Regions from separate parts of the Mus musculus genome. Here all the other regions are linked to region 2. The links are chromatin contacts, called in public ChIA-PET, Hi-C and HiChIP or PLAC-seq maps. All regions are on one chromosome and are shown on one strand. The core of a region is the stretch at or near the end of the contact, and the rest is flanking DNA. Distances in the headings are between cores, read along the strand shown.

Region 1 (2,700 bases), core at 15-2,514, 240 kb before region 2:
AGGTCCTTCTACCTCAGTTCCCTGAGTATGTGCCACCCATGCCAAGGACATAGAATGCTGGGAAAGGGTATGGAAGGCTGAAAGACTGGCAGTAGACTCTGGCTTCTATTAATCTCTACCAGACAGTATTCCCCAGAAGGCATGTGACCACTACTGTGCCCATCTTTGGCCAATGTTGATGACTTGTTCACTGGCTAGTAGTGAAGCAGATACTGCTGCCATATTCAGTTTCTTCACACAGACTCTCTGGTGGCACAAAAACAGAAAGAAAATGAAGATCTCTCTAGCACTGCCAAGTGGAGGCACAGAAGTGGCAGCTGCCATCTATGTACTTACTATATAAGAGCAGTACAGAACACATCCACCTAAGCCTTAGAGGAACAGCACAGATCCAGTGTTGTTGTGCACTACATGGAATTGAACAAAGTCCTCAGGGCTGAGGAAACTTACCTAAGGCTGCACAGACAGTACCTGAAGAGCTGGGATTGACATTTATAAAGCTCTGCTTTCCTTTCCATGTGGAGCCTGGGCTTCACCACGAATCCCTTTCTGCAGTGGTATAAACACACCATAGACACAGAGCCTGTGCATGTGTGCATGTGTGCCCAACACAGCTGTCCCTTCTTGCTAACACTTCTCACCCCTAAAGGTGGCCTGCTTCCTGCTGTGGCTGCCCTGCTTGTCAGCTCTCCAATTACATTTTAAAAGAAGAAGAGAGCCTTTAGGGGCAGAGATGTGAGAACAGGAGAGCTCTCTAGGCTAGTCAGGAGCAAAAACTCTCCTGCCTTAACTGAAGACAGTTTAAATTTTCAGGCCACTTTTCTCTGGAAAGATTGAAAGCATCTTATAAGCACAGTCATTTGGTCCTCATGGTAGCTATGTGAAGTGGATGATGACCACCTGAGCAAGTGTTCAGTCTACAACCTAGGTGGATTCTGGCCAAAGCCAGAGTTGCTGGAGGGACTTCTAAGCTCTGCTGTTAGTGCACTAAGCCTGTCTGGGAACCGTGGAATAAAACGTTAGGCAATCAGAAGAAGAGTCATGCATTAATACTCGCTCCCTAAAAAGCAAGGGAGCCACCATACAATGATACTTCTTGCTCCACCCCCCACCCCGGGAAAAAGTGGACCATGTGTTTTCAGAGCAAAGTGAGCATCTATGATAGTTTTGCTGTTTTGATCATTACTATAGAAATGACACAGCAGTGATTAAGTGAACAGCTGCCTGTCACAGTCACCACAGTGTCTAAGCTGGTGGTGCGTGTTTTCCCTCTGAGGTCACTCAAACGATCCCAGCAGACAAGCAGAGGAATTTCCATGTAGCCAGGACACACAGAAAATGACCCATCTGCATGTCTCATCACTACAGAAACTGATTTTATACAGCAGACAGCTAACTGGATACAGACCCATGGTGCATGGCCTTCAGATCTGTACGAGGGCATTCACTCTTCCCACCCTACGCCTGAGACCTGGTACTGGGAGCAGCAGGTAGTGCTACCCACAGGCTGTGTGTGTGTGTGTGTGTGTGTGTGTGTGTGTGCGCCACACTTCACATGGCAGCGTGGAGTTTCCATGGGCTATCTTGAGACCCTCTGGGCTATAAATGTGGTCATAATTAGTTAATAGAGAAGGAACCAGAACGTGCTTTTCTCCCTGACACAACACCGCTTAGAAAAGTAAGCTGTGTTCAGAGCTTAGAAAGGGAACACGTAAGTGATCTCTCCATGATGTGGACGTGAGCAGAAATAAGCACAGGCTTGCAGGAAGACGGGTTGCACACACCTGGACGTCTTGCTGTTGACTTCTGAGCTGCTGTGGTGAATGAAGCAGCAACTATCACCTGTGTCTCTCATGGGCCCATCAGCTTGCTGGTGACTGAGTACCATGCTGCTATCATTCTTGGCTCCTGCCTTCAGCCTCCTGGGATTTTAGCCCTCACATTTTCCCTCTACAACCCAGCACACACTCCCACCAGTTTCACAGGAAGCAAATGCCAGGCCTCAATAACTTTGAACATCTAGGTACTGGATACAGAAAAGGATCAGAGTTTGGAATGGAAATGCCAACTTGTCTGAGAGCACAACTTAACTTCTATACAGGTTTTTAAATTGCTAATAAGTTATGCTTTTTATGTCTCAGAGCTCTCCATGATGTTGCTCATTTTCTTGATCAAAACAAAGCATTTGTGCTCAGGTAGATAATGAAGACTGCTTATGAGGCAGGGCAAGTGAGTGCTCCCTGCTCTGTGGGGGAGGAAGAGCAGGAGGGGGGTAAACAAACAGATGAACATGCACACACAAATACTGTAATTGATGGGCAAGATTAATCAGTAGCTGTGGCTGACACCAGAACCTGGGGACCAAGGTTGCTGGACCAGTTATTCTCTGGGGGAGCATAGGTTTTTGGCAGGGGGAGGATGGTACATGGGTCCTTCTAGATGTCCTCCTGAGTACTATCTCCTTCCCCTCAATACTGATTCCAGGGACAAGCAGCTGCTATCCACTGAACTTCAGAATGCAGCTCAGGGGCCAAGAAAGAAAAGCCAGGCTCACATCTGATTTCTTCATTCAACTTGACAACAACTCACCCATTTTTAACTGTGGTACCTCTCAAACAACCCATGACTGTTCTTTGCTTTAAAGCCCACTGGCACTGTAACCATCACTGAAATAATTCCAGTTCTCAAGATCTTTTGACT
Region 2 (2,700 bases), core at 135-2,634:
CACATCGTGGCTCACAACCGTCTGTAATGGGATCTGGTGTCCTCTTCTGGTGTGTCTGAAGAGAGCACTGGTGTACACATATACATAAAATAAATAAATGAATCAAGAAGAAGAAGAAGAAGAAGAAGAAGAAGAAGAAGAAGAAGAAGAAGAAGAAGAAGCAGCTGCTGCTGCTGCTTCGGCGGCATCTCAGGCTGAAAACCACCTGCTGTGTAAGCACGAGGACGCAAGTTCGGTCCCCAGAACCTGAGTGGAAAGTTTCAGGTCTGTGATTCCAGTGCTGGGGAGATAGAGGCGGGCATTTTCAAGAGTTGCTGGCTAAACCAATCTACCTGGCAAGCTCTAGGCCAGTGAGAGAACCTGTCTCAAAAACACATAAACAAAAAACGGTGGCCAGCATCTATGAAACCACAGTTGATGTTATCCCTTGTCTCCACATGCGTACACGTATTGCACACGTGCATGTGTGTGTTACACACACAATTCATATGGTCAGATGGGTGAATAAACGTATGGAATCACATATGACTAATGTAAAAAGCCTGGAATTTGACCACTGATGGTGGTTATTTTTAAAGGGGAGGAAGAGGAGAGGAGAGAGAGAGACCTTGAAGCCATGCATAACCTTGAATTTAAACTTGCCCTTTGCTTTTGGTTACTGGGAATTTTTCACCCAGTCAATTTGATGGAGCTGAGCCTCAGTTATTTTCTCTGTAAGGCAAACATAATAGTTCATAACTTGCAATACTGCATGAACTAAGGAGACAATGAAATGTAAGTGCAGGGCACAATCCCTGGAGTCTAAAAGACAAGTCGACAGTAAACAATATTATTCTCTGTAGCTCCCAATACGGGACAACCTAATCTTTACCAACTAGGAAATCACTAGCAGCCTTCTCAAATCACACGGAGCACAACACACCCTTCTGAAATGAATGCGCTAGTTGCACGTGGAAACAAAACAAAAGCACGAGGGATCAGAATTGAATTCAGCATCAACACGAGCCCAGTTGTCACCTTTGAAAACAGCTCTAAGCACCGCTCCGCTGGCCGGTGTGGTTTCCGTCTACCATGAGCACCACCTTTGCAGGTAGCGGTCGCCGCAAGTGCTGAGCGCTAATACTGCGGCTACAATTTATGTGACAGCATCCCAAGGGCTCGCCCCAGACAAGTCAGACAGGATCCCACCGCCTCGCTTCACAAGAGGCGAACAGGATCCCACTGGCTCACCACAGGGCAAGACGGATCGGATCCTACCTGCTCACCCCACCAGAGGTCGTGGGTCCGCATAACCCGGAGCGGCTGCTTGACACCGGAGCTGCAGGTTACCTGTCTCAGCTGCGGTGCTGCTGCAGCTACACTTCCGCAGACTCCGGGTTACCACGGGCTACCAGGCAAACACTAATTGCGTCATCAACACGCGCCAGGGTCGGCCGCTTCCCCCTCCCACCCCCTGTAGGCCAGTTCCTCGGCCGCTACTGCGCAGGCGCAGGGCTGCTAGTGGCCACGGTATCAAGACTCCAGACGCGTGAACTACACGCACGCCTCACTGAAATACAAATGTGTCGTTTTTGCCTTTGAGACAGGTCTCTCTGTGTAGTTCTGAGTGGTCTGGAACCTACTATGTAGACCAGGCTGGCCTCGAACTCAGAGATCAGCCTGCCTCTGCTTCCTGAGTGCGCTGTTTATTCTTCATTCCACATTTCTGAAGCATATGATTGGACTTTACATATTCATCCCAGCACAGTGCCTTAAATAAGATCATACTATGCGCCATACAGACAGTTACAGTATCTGCGGCTACAAAAGTGGGCCAGTTGTGCTTGCCTTTGTAGAGACAATCTTTGGTTGAGAAAGCAAGTTCTGAATAGTTCAACAGAATATTCCCTTTTTAAAAATTCATTTAGTATGTGGGGTGGTGTGTAATTGTATGTATGTCTAGGTACACGAATGTACAAATGGACCCCCTTGGAACTGGAGCTGCAGAGATAGTTGTAAGCTACCCCGTGAGTGCTGTACACCAAACCCAGGTCTTCTGCAACAGCAGCCAATGCTCTTAACCACTGAGTTAAGCTGCACCACATCAGCTAATTCTCGTATGGATGTTCTTAGAGGTACACATATGGAAGTAAGTCTCTGAAAAATGGAAGGAAGTCAGAGCCACTTCACTACAGGAGGTCTAATACCCTCTGAGGAGACTCATTTAACTGGGAAGAGAGGGGAAGGCTATAAAGACCTGCGAGCAAAGCAGCTAGAAGGATCAGAAGCACCTAGTACATGCAGCTTGTGGCGCCCTTGAAGAACACAGGGTGAAACCAACAAGGCCCAAAGGCCCCATCCTGCAGCACATTTCTGGGCCACTGTAAGCAAGGAGCGTGGATTCTGTCGCCAGGGAAGAGTGAGTGACAGGAACTAGTTTTGAAACGCAGAGCAGGCTGCTGTGTGTGCTGGGCATGAAGCACACAGAAAGAAGGGACTGGTGAGATGTGATGGAGAAAAATGGATACATATAAAAGGTAATTTGGAAATTGATGTGACAGGTGGGAAGGATTAGATAAAAGTCTAGACAAAAAAAAAAGTTACTGAAAGTGAGTGCTAGAATAGATTTGTTGAACTCTATAGTGAGAACCAGGTTTGTTCCATCTTTCAATCCTGACTTCTTTGCCTTCCTGTTACCCAACACTGTAGGACCACACACAC
Region 3 (2,700 bases), core at 74-2,573, 220 kb before region 2:
TCAGGAGGAAAGACACTCCATCAGCAGAGACCACGAGCTTCTGTCTCTGGGATACCGCCACATGTCATGGTGCCAGCTCTATGCAGAGACACGATACAGAAAAGGCAGGAACCAAGTCTAGCCTGCCTCTCACAGTCACACAGAGGAAGCTCTCACACCCACCAGGTGCACATATAGATGAACCTTCCCACTTCTACTTCTGGAATCCCAGAACCCAGCAACACTGGCCTCTAGCTACAGATGGGAAGAGCAGACTCCTTGCAGAGGGTGAATGAGTAGTATGACTCCCTGGAGCAATCTAGCAACGATGTGTGCATTTTACTGCACATGTTTTATTTTAACTTAAAATGTTAAGGAAAAGCTGAGCATTCTAATGAATGGCTAAAGTCCCAGTATCTTAGAGGTTGGAGCAGGAAGAGACAATATGCAGCTAGGCAGAGCTACAAAGTGAGATTTTTCTCTCAAGAGAACCCAATCAGATAAATGAAATCCCAAAAAGGAAACTTTTTAAAAGTTAAGAAAACATGCAAATAAAACAGTATCCACTTTTCCCTCAGATCAGTGGACACATGGGTAGCAAAATGGAGTTTACAACTTTTGTGCCACAAAGGACTGGAAACAAATACAAGGGGGGGGGGCAGTAGAGGAAGTGGAGGTTGGGCTTGGAGAAACTTTTGCTTCTCTCACTGCAGACAACTGCTTACTACTATACTTCTTCTGTCCACTCACCCTCAACCTCTAGATGACAGAGGACGCTGTAGCAGCCACTCTGCAACCATAAGGTAGTGAGTCAGTGTACCCAGAGAGCAGAGGGGATAAACCCACGGTAAACCTTCTCTCTGGCATAAACTGAGCCCCACGTTAGCCCAGACTGCCTGCCTTCTGCCTGCTTCCTGTGTAAGAAACATATACACCATGTGTTGAGGTCAACTTTCCTTTACAGTCCATTATCCATACCCAGGTGCACACATGGCGGATGGAAAGCTGGGGTAGCACTAACAGCAACGTGGCCTGGGGAAGACCAGGGCCTCTGTGCTGTGAACTATGAGTCCTCTTCAGCACCCCGCCTCCCTTACAAGAACCTGATGAGGAAGGAGTTGTGAGGATGCCTATTAGGAGCTGAAGAACAGGGGTGGGTAGAAAAGATCATATACTCCAGGGCTTCCTCGAGAGGAAGGCCCTTACATAGCTCCGCAAAATCCTCAGGAGTGAGTCAGAGACTCTCTTTCCTTCTTAGAAGCTTTCTTTCCTCACTGCACAGCCTATGATGAAGTTCATATAACTAAAACCACGGTGTAAAAGCAAAGTGTTAGTCATGCTGCAGCTAGCAGGCTCCAGTTTACCCCTCTCCTGACATGCATGGAATGTGGGTGATCAAGTTACCAAGGTCGTCTGGGCTCATATGCTCTTGGTTTCTGTTGTACCTGGCACCAAATACAACAACCGAGGTGAACACGACCTTCCTCGACTCTACCCTGCCTCTCCTGCACACTCACAGAAGCTATCTGAATACTTTCTGAGTGATGGTTGTATCTGACGCATAGGGATTCCATTTGGAAAGGGGAGCCTTAAGAAAGGGCTGGTCCTTCTCAGCTATGATCAGGGGTAAAATTAAGAGAACGGCCTCTGTGAGGTGCTTAGTCACTTAGGTGTTTGGTTCTGTCTGACCTGCCCAGCTCACACAGATTATCTGCCAGCATCCCTCTTGTGCTTGTGGATGCCAGCTGCCAACTGCCACTATATGCTACTTGTCAAAGGTAGCCACCCCAACAAGGAGCAGAGCTTCATTTACACCCTAACTCTGAGGAAGTGAAACTCTTAAGTAGAAACTGCCTCTAAGTTCCATCTGAAATCCATAGGCACCTTGAAGACTAACAGGCAAAGTGCATGCTGGCTAAACACTTGGCTGTGAACACTGGGTGGGTGTGCCATGTGCAGCCCCATGAAGCAGAGTTCCCTCATCAGCAAAATCAAGAGATGGTGGCTGCTAAGACAGCTCAGTACAAGCATGGATGAACCCTAGTACCAACAGAAGTGCCAGGTGGAAAGTGGAGATGGGGAGAATGCTGGATAGATCAGCCAGAACGAGGAGATCCTGCCTCAGCGCATAAGGTACAGAGAGGTCAGAGAAGACACTCCAGAGGATGCATGTAGACAAGTGCTTTCACGCTTGCTAACATACCAACACAGTGCACACTATACTCACACACACACACACACCCCACTGCATACAAATGAAGCCTTAAGTCTTTGCAGCCTTTGTCTTTAAGCTGTTCTCTGATACCTCATTATCATCATCTCACAAAAAGGAGCAGTGAAATCCCAGTGCTGCTTAGAGCTGCAGGAAGTTGCACCCACCCTTCACCCACAGCTCACAGCACTCTGGGAAGAATGCACGGAACTCAGAGGTGAGGATGGACTATTTGGTTTTTGCAACACCTTTGTGTATAAAATGGCCAAAAGGAACAAAGACTTGCTGCCAGCTAGCACTTGCAGCGTCAATAAAGTGAACAGGGCAAACGCTGTGGACACTTGAACTAATATTGTGTGGGAGACTCTAAGCTTATCAAATAGATTTAACTGCGAGTCTAGCGAGTTTACTTGGAGGAGTTTCCTAGCAGGACCATTTGCCTGCATTAGATGCAGCCAGTGGAGTATCTATCACCCTAGTGCTGCTGACAAGGGCAATTGCTAAGATGA
Region 4 (2,700 bases), core at 96-2,595, 180 kb before region 2:
GGGCCCCTATGCTTGCACACTGGGGATCAGACCTCTACCTTCACCCATGAGGCTTGCTTGCAGCAATTAAGATCTGGCCATAGGTTAATTAACATCCTGGCCTTTTGATGCACCTGCCACAAGCAAAACACAATCTCCCCAGGTGTGGCTTGGCATGATAGAGAGGTAGTCAGTGATAAGACTCCCTGGGCATGTCACCAACCTAAGACAGGGATCAAACCAATGCTGTTTGTCACCCAAGGACGGGTAAGGGGCATGGTTGCGGGGGGCTATCTACAGACATTCTCTCTGCCAAAAAAGAAAAAAGGGGGAATTGTGGGGAGCGGGTGTGGCGGCAGTCCCAAAGGCGCCAGGGACTGCAGCTAAGTCATATGACTTGCACCTGACTTCCTCATATAAGACACAAACATCTTGAGTGCTGCGCAGGTGTACCAGGATACAGGTGAATCCAATTTGGTGGAGATTTGCCCCTGCTGCCCTGATTAGCTGAAGCCTCGTGACTGGTGAGGTGGCGTGGCCTGCAGTGCGTGGATGAGAGAGAGTATAAAAGGAGTGAGAGGCCCAGGGTTCGGGGGAGATATAAAAACAAGGGAGATATAAAAACAAGGGAGATATAAAAACAAGGGAGATATAAAAACAAGGGAGATATAAAAACAAGGGAGATATAAAAACAAGGGAGATATAAACAAGGGAGATATAAACAAGAAGAAACAGGACTGAATAAATGTGTGCAGAAGGATCCTGTTGTAGCGTCGTTCTTCCTGGCCAGTTGAGCGCGCGCAACACTCACCCTTCTTCTTAGCAATGGTTTTCCTGCCATAATGCCTTGAAGTTGAAATGACAGCAGCTCAGTTATCTGCTCAGCATCTATCTCTGAAACTAACCACACTTAGCCAGGATGCTCTGCTTCCAAACAGAGATGATGAGAAGGGACATGGGGAAGCTCATTCTAAGTCACTAGTTTAAGGAGTTGGGGACCAGCAGCCAGGGCCCAAGCAGCGTCTACAAAGCATGGTGCTCATCTCTCTCATCTGAGTCACTTATTTCTAAGGGAACTACAAGTAAGAGTCACTGAGACAGACATACATTTAACAGCAAGAGGAATAACTGTACTGAAAATAACACTCAGTTCTGAAAGACTCCTAGTGCTGTGACACAGTATCCATCAGAAAACCAACCCATTAGGTTCATTGAGCATGCAGGACACTGTGACAGGACCTAGTCACATCAGAGCCAACCAACAACCTTTTCCTGAAACTGGTGACTCCTTCATAGCTAGAAGCTTATGGAGATGTGAGGCAGAAGATGGGTCTGACACCACTTTAGCCATACCACAGATACTCAAGAAGATGCCACTTCCTGTCACCAAAGCAGGTCTACTAAGACTTGGTAAGACCTGCACATTTTTTTCTGCTGGTAAGGTTGCTCTAAGATTTTTCAACCACATTTTATTTATTTTTCATTTCTGATAACTGGTTTAATGTGAAAGGAAAACAACAAATAGAAAGAGAATGACACCTGCCACCATTTTCCATGATGTTCTCGTGGTTCTACAACAATAACAGGTCACCCGATTGTCTTATTCTTGTGTTTCATTCATTTACTCTAAGGCTCTGAAAAAGTCACCTTTAGGCTAAAACATCTGTGGAAAAAAAGCCTGGTATGAAGAAACACTGGGTAACGTTGGAGCAGCAGCACTGGTAACCTTAACTACAGCATGTTTACTTTTGCAAACACTGTAATGTATGAAATAAAATATTAATAGCCATTACCTCAGTTTTCCTGAGTACAGACCTGAGTCACAGCTCTGTGGGGCATGATTTCCACTCACGTGCCTCACCGAGTGAGTGTTATTCGTGTTAGCAGGCAAGACCAGACTGACTGTGTGTTTTTAGACCATAATGTCATGGAGTAAGTTGCTTATTTTGGCAGCTTAAATCATTTCTCCAAATTTACCGCCTACTCTGCATTGAAAACTAATCCCTAAAAACATATGAGGAAAGACGGCAAAAATATTTTACTCGGGGAAAGGAAAATGTTAGAGCAAGATTCGCATCTCCATTTAGTAGCGGCTAACTTTGCAATCACTCAGCTGAACGCTGATATTTTAAAGCACTCAAAGAGTAAAATATTTGTGTAAATAAATGTATTTTCAATGCCTCAAACATACATACATATTGCAACTACACTTTTAAATGCTGTGTGGCTAACAAGCTTAGCTTGCTGGGGACTTCCAACAGGTCTGGCTTCCCCTGCCTGCGTCTGTCAGCCTCTGTCTTCCCAGAGAGCTCTGAACTCTCCATGGCCTCAAATTCACTGGACTGTTTTGTATATGATGATTTTATAGCTGAGCTAAATGAAAGAATCAAAGCCCAGTGTCCACTGCGGAGCCCAGGAGCATGGTGCCTTTTCTTTTCCCCACCTCTTTCTCTTAGATTGATAATTCCTTCCAAATCAGTGTTCAGCATTGATCCTTCAGTTCCCCTGTGAGGGAGTATAAAGGGAGCACTCCACACTTAATGGCCTGAGGCCTAGAGAGGAACATGGTAACTGCACCCAGCAGGATGAAATTCTGGAGTAGCCAGAAACTAGACCAAATTGCTCTGTGCCACAGCTTTGCTCTGGAGACCCAAGCTAAACAGCTTCTTTCAGTGGCCAGCCACACTGAGGTATGTCTTTTAAGTACATATAATAAAATTC
Region 5 (2,700 bases), core at 54-2,553, 150 kb before region 2:
AGGAAATCCAATAAGTTAATCAATTAATACATGCACTTGAGAGACAGAGGCAGGATAATCTTTTTGGGTTTAAGGCCAGCACTGGCTACACATTGATAACTGTCTTAAAAAAAAAAAAAGTAGTTAACTCAAAATATTTAGGGACATTTCCTGGCAAGCATTTCAGGAAGTGTAACTCAGACTATCCCCCCATACTCTTGGCAATGCTCATCACTTTTCTGAAACAGTCTTTTCTCCAAGTACCAGAAACTGACAAGTAAGCTCACAGGTCTCCAGGCTGCATCAGCACCCAGGAGTGCACCACAGATCCCTCTGAAGGCTGCCGAGGCTATCAGTATCCCAGCTCTCTTCTCAAAGCTCCCTATACCCCAAATATCCCCTGAAGGACTCAAAAGTCAGAGACACCTGACATAGCACTGTAGAGCGTGAAAGTGCAATGTTCTAAACTATATTCTATCCCTTGGCAGAAGTGAAGCTGGTGAGATCTGCCTTCCAGTCTGCTATGCCTCTGACTCTGGTAGAGTTCACTATATCTGACTGTCTGAGTAAATGGAAGGTAAAGCCTCCCAGAGCCTCCAAGTGGCTTCACTGGGGAAATGAGCCCCAGCTCCCAGAATATTTTACATCAATGGATCTCTTGAAGTACTGATTTTGGTTTTAAACAGCAGTGAGTTTGTCTGTTTGCAGCTTTGAAATTTTACTTAACAAATGATCAACAAATTCATAAATTGGTGTCCACAGGGCCAACCTCCCAAGTATTCTGCCTGCCAAAATGCAAGACAGCTAGGGGAGCATGAGTTGAGAAAATAGGAAGGATTTATATTATAAACATATTACTGTCCAACCACTCATTCTTCTGGCTGGCCTGATGTTATAGCTTTGATTTTCCTAACATGTTTAATATGAAAAGGAACTGGTTTAAATTACCCAGTTCCAGATAAGTCAATGTATCAATGCATGAGAAGCCAGGTCTGTACCCCAAAAGAACGGCCCTTGATGATCTGAAGTACAGTAGAGCCTGTAGGGGTGGGGAGGGAGCTCTCCAGGGAGCATAGCTCTACTTTAACTCCAAGGCTAGGTATTGGGGAGGGAGCATGCAGCAATTCTGACTAAAGGGCCAGGTATCTCTCTGAGATTAGAAAGTAGACAGAAGCACAAAACTATTTATCAGAGTAGGAGGCAAACTTCTCCACTTTTAATATTCATAAAGTGCACAATAGGAAAATTGGAAGAGCCCTTTCCTTTGCAAATATTAGGCAATATGACCTCTAAAAGCAAACACCCTGTGAGACTATTACATAAACCAAATGACTACAAGGTCTAGGCCACAGCGGCATGGAGACGCTGCAGTACTGTCAGCCCAGTACCTGGAAGAGCCAAAGCTTCTAACCAGAAGGGAAGTAAACACTTCCTGATGCACAGAAAGAAATGGCTGCTGTCCCCTAAGCAAAGGAGGTTTAAAATAATTCAGATCTGGGGGAAAGTTTTTGTTAAGTCCAATGAAGAGCCCTTGGCTGTTTCAAAGCTGAGCCCTCAGAACTAAATTTAATCAAACTGCAGCAGCCGGCTGAAAAGCAGATAATAGAATTTGGCCTAATGTGTCATTAGCTCATGTTCACTTCAGTGGATTAGCTCCCAGCAGCATCGGAAGCAGATCTCAACGTTTGCTGGGTTAGATCTACAGCCAAAGGATCTACAGCCATGAGCAAGTCTAAAGAATTTCACACTAGCCTTCTGAATTACTTGGAGAAAGTAACTTAAAAAAAAAAAAAACCAAAACTTTTCATTTTATAATCTCATTATGAATCATTAAACTCTTCAAAACCCCTTAAGCACATACTTTTTAAAATACAGTATTAAAAAAAAGCTATAAATGGTGCTGGTTACATTTTAAATCAACAAATAGCTTTTATTTGAAAACCAAAAATTAGGGTTTAAAGTCATTCATTTGATGTGCTTCACACTAAAATTCACTTAGTCAAATAAGTTTCCTTTAAAAAAAAAATCCTCCAATTCTAGGAAGTTACTGAAACCATCATCTTCTAAGGCTTCTTCTCAAAGTACACAGTCTAGAATATTCATCTAGAAAGCGGCCTCACCACGGCTACTCACATTGATAATCAAATAATAAGCTTCATTTGTAAAATTCAAAATGTGGTTTGCAGATGCCAGGAGGCCTGGGGAGAGTCATCAGAGAGGAGCCCTGCGCTTCCTTTGTGCGTGGAGCTAACAGGATTAAGGCTTGAAGAATTGAATAAAGCCCTGGGCTGGTTAAGATGGATGGATCACATTTCAGGTTCCCATTTCATAATGGGCATGCCCCACATTTCTCAAAATAAAACACGCCAGTGAGCTCATTCCAGTGACTGTGCTTCCTGACATTCATTTTGGAAACTTTAAAATGGATTCTGTGTCCAGATCCTCTCTTGAGCCACATGGTTCTTTGTGTAGCTGGGCTGCCTGGTTCAGGCAGCTTCTTGCTTCATAGCCAGTGGTTTCCTGCTATGGTCCAGTTACATGGCAAAGAAAGTAGAGATTACCATGCCGAAGGATTTCTGTCTATGGACTTATGGTTTCTTACTTTCCAACTACGTGGTGATTTGCACCGGCCCTAACCTGTAAATGTAAAATGTGCAATATCAGCCATCTTCCTCTAGGCAGCGGGCTGAAGCACGGCTCTGCTGGTTTGCACCCTCAAGG

Evidence for each region. A called contact is a pair of places that touch in the nucleus more often than the background predicts. ChIA-PET counts read pairs in DNA pulled down with a chosen protein or histone mark. HiChIP or PLAC-seq counts read pairs in DNA pulled down with a chosen protein or histone mark.
Region 1: a Hi-C map of the C2C12 cell line shows a contact between it and region 2, with 3 times the contacts expected there. The contact joins the enhancer-like site here to the promoter of Aopep in region 2. A contact is called at or near these places in 8 of 39 promoter capture datasets (the C10 cell line, cranial neural crest, hippocampal neurons and 4 more), 1 of 484 Hi-C or Micro-C datasets (the C2C12 cell line), 4 of 115 datasets of contacts at active chromatin or transcription factors (bone marrow-derived macrophages, cardiomyocytes, embryonic stem cells and 1 more) and 1 of 9 other capture datasets (pancreatic islet).
Region 3: a contact with region 2 is called in an H3K4me3 HiChIP or PLAC-seq map of bone marrow-derived macrophages, with 3 times the contacts expected there. The contact joins the enhancer-like site here to the promoter of Aopep in region 2. A contact is called at or near these places in 6 of 39 promoter capture datasets (the C10 cell line, the HPC-7 cell line, cranial neural crest and 2 more), 2 of 115 datasets of contacts at active chromatin or transcription factors (bone marrow-derived macrophages and cardiomyocytes) and 2 of 9 other capture datasets (adipose tissue and liver).
Region 4: an RNA polymerase II ChIA-PET map of memory CD8 T cells shows a contact between it and region 2, with 23 read pairs. The contact joins the enhancer-like site here to the promoter of Aopep in region 2. A contact is called at or near these places in 5 of 39 promoter capture datasets (the 3T3-L1 cell line, 3T3-L1-derived adipocytes, the C10 cell line and 2 more), 3 of 115 datasets of contacts at active chromatin or transcription factors (bone marrow-derived macrophages, memory CD8 T cells and pancreatic cancer cells) and 3 of 9 other capture datasets (adipose tissue, liver and pancreatic islet).
Region 5: a contact with region 2 is called in a Hi-C map of muscle stem cells, with 1.9 times the contacts expected there. The contact joins the enhancer-like site here to the promoter of Aopep in region 2. A contact is called at or near these places in 5 of 39 promoter capture datasets (the 3T3-L1 cell line, the C10 cell line, the HPC-7 cell line and 3 more), 3 of 484 Hi-C or Micro-C datasets (macrophages, muscle stem cells and nephron progenitors), 4 of 115 datasets of contacts at active chromatin or transcription factors (the 230-238 cell line, CD8 T cells, bone marrow-derived macrophages and 1 more) and 1 of 9 other capture datasets (adipose tissue).

The regions. Positions count from the first base shown.
Region 1 is chr13:63,204,510-63,207,209 of GRCm38.p6, reverse strand. All of the region lies in intron 10 of Aopep (aminopeptidase O), which reads right to left. Among named protein-coding and RNA genes, the nearest start is that of Gm30409, 74 kb to the right of the region's middle. Within about 2 kb of position 1,264, at least 24 of the 459 cell types and tissues checked have an H3K27ac peak or open chromatin away from gene starts, as enhancers often do. A contact at or near this core is called in the C2C12 cell line, pancreatic islet and second pharyngeal arch cranial neural crest, where this site is marked.
Region 2 is chr13:62,963,577-62,966,276 of GRCm38.p6, reverse strand. It overlaps Aopep (aminopeptidase O), which reads right to left and starts at 1,384. Exons shown (of 16, transcript NM_001289926.1): 1 at 1,258-1,384.
Region 3 is chr13:63,185,929-63,188,628 of GRCm38.p6, reverse strand. The region is part of intron 7 of Aopep (aminopeptidase O); the gene reads right to left. Among named protein-coding and RNA genes, the nearest start is that of Gm30409, 55 kb to the right of the region's middle. Within about 2 kb of position 1,323, at least 153 of the 459 cell types and tissues checked have an H3K27ac peak or open chromatin away from gene starts, as enhancers often do. A contact at or near this core is called in the HPC-7 cell line and bone marrow-derived macrophages, where this site is marked.
Region 4 is chr13:63,140,101-63,142,800 of GRCm38.p6, reverse strand. All of the region lies in intron 5 of Aopep (aminopeptidase O), which reads right to left. Among named protein-coding and RNA genes, the nearest start is that of Gm30409, 9.1 kb to the right of the region's middle. Within about 2 kb of position 1,345, at least 93 of the 459 cell types and tissues checked have an H3K27ac peak or open chromatin away from gene starts, as enhancers often do. A contact at or near this core is called in adipose tissue, bone marrow-derived macrophages, memory CD8 T cells and 1 more, where this site is marked.
Region 5 is chr13:63,112,829-63,115,528 of GRCm38.p6, reverse strand. The region is part of intron 5 of Aopep (aminopeptidase O); the gene reads right to left. Among named protein-coding and RNA genes, the nearest start is that of Gm30409, 18 kb to the left of the region's middle. Within about 2 kb of position 1,303, at least 85 of the 459 cell types and tissues checked have an H3K27ac peak or open chromatin away from gene starts, as enhancers often do. A contact at or near this core is called in bone marrow-derived macrophages, macrophages and muscle stem cells, where this site is marked.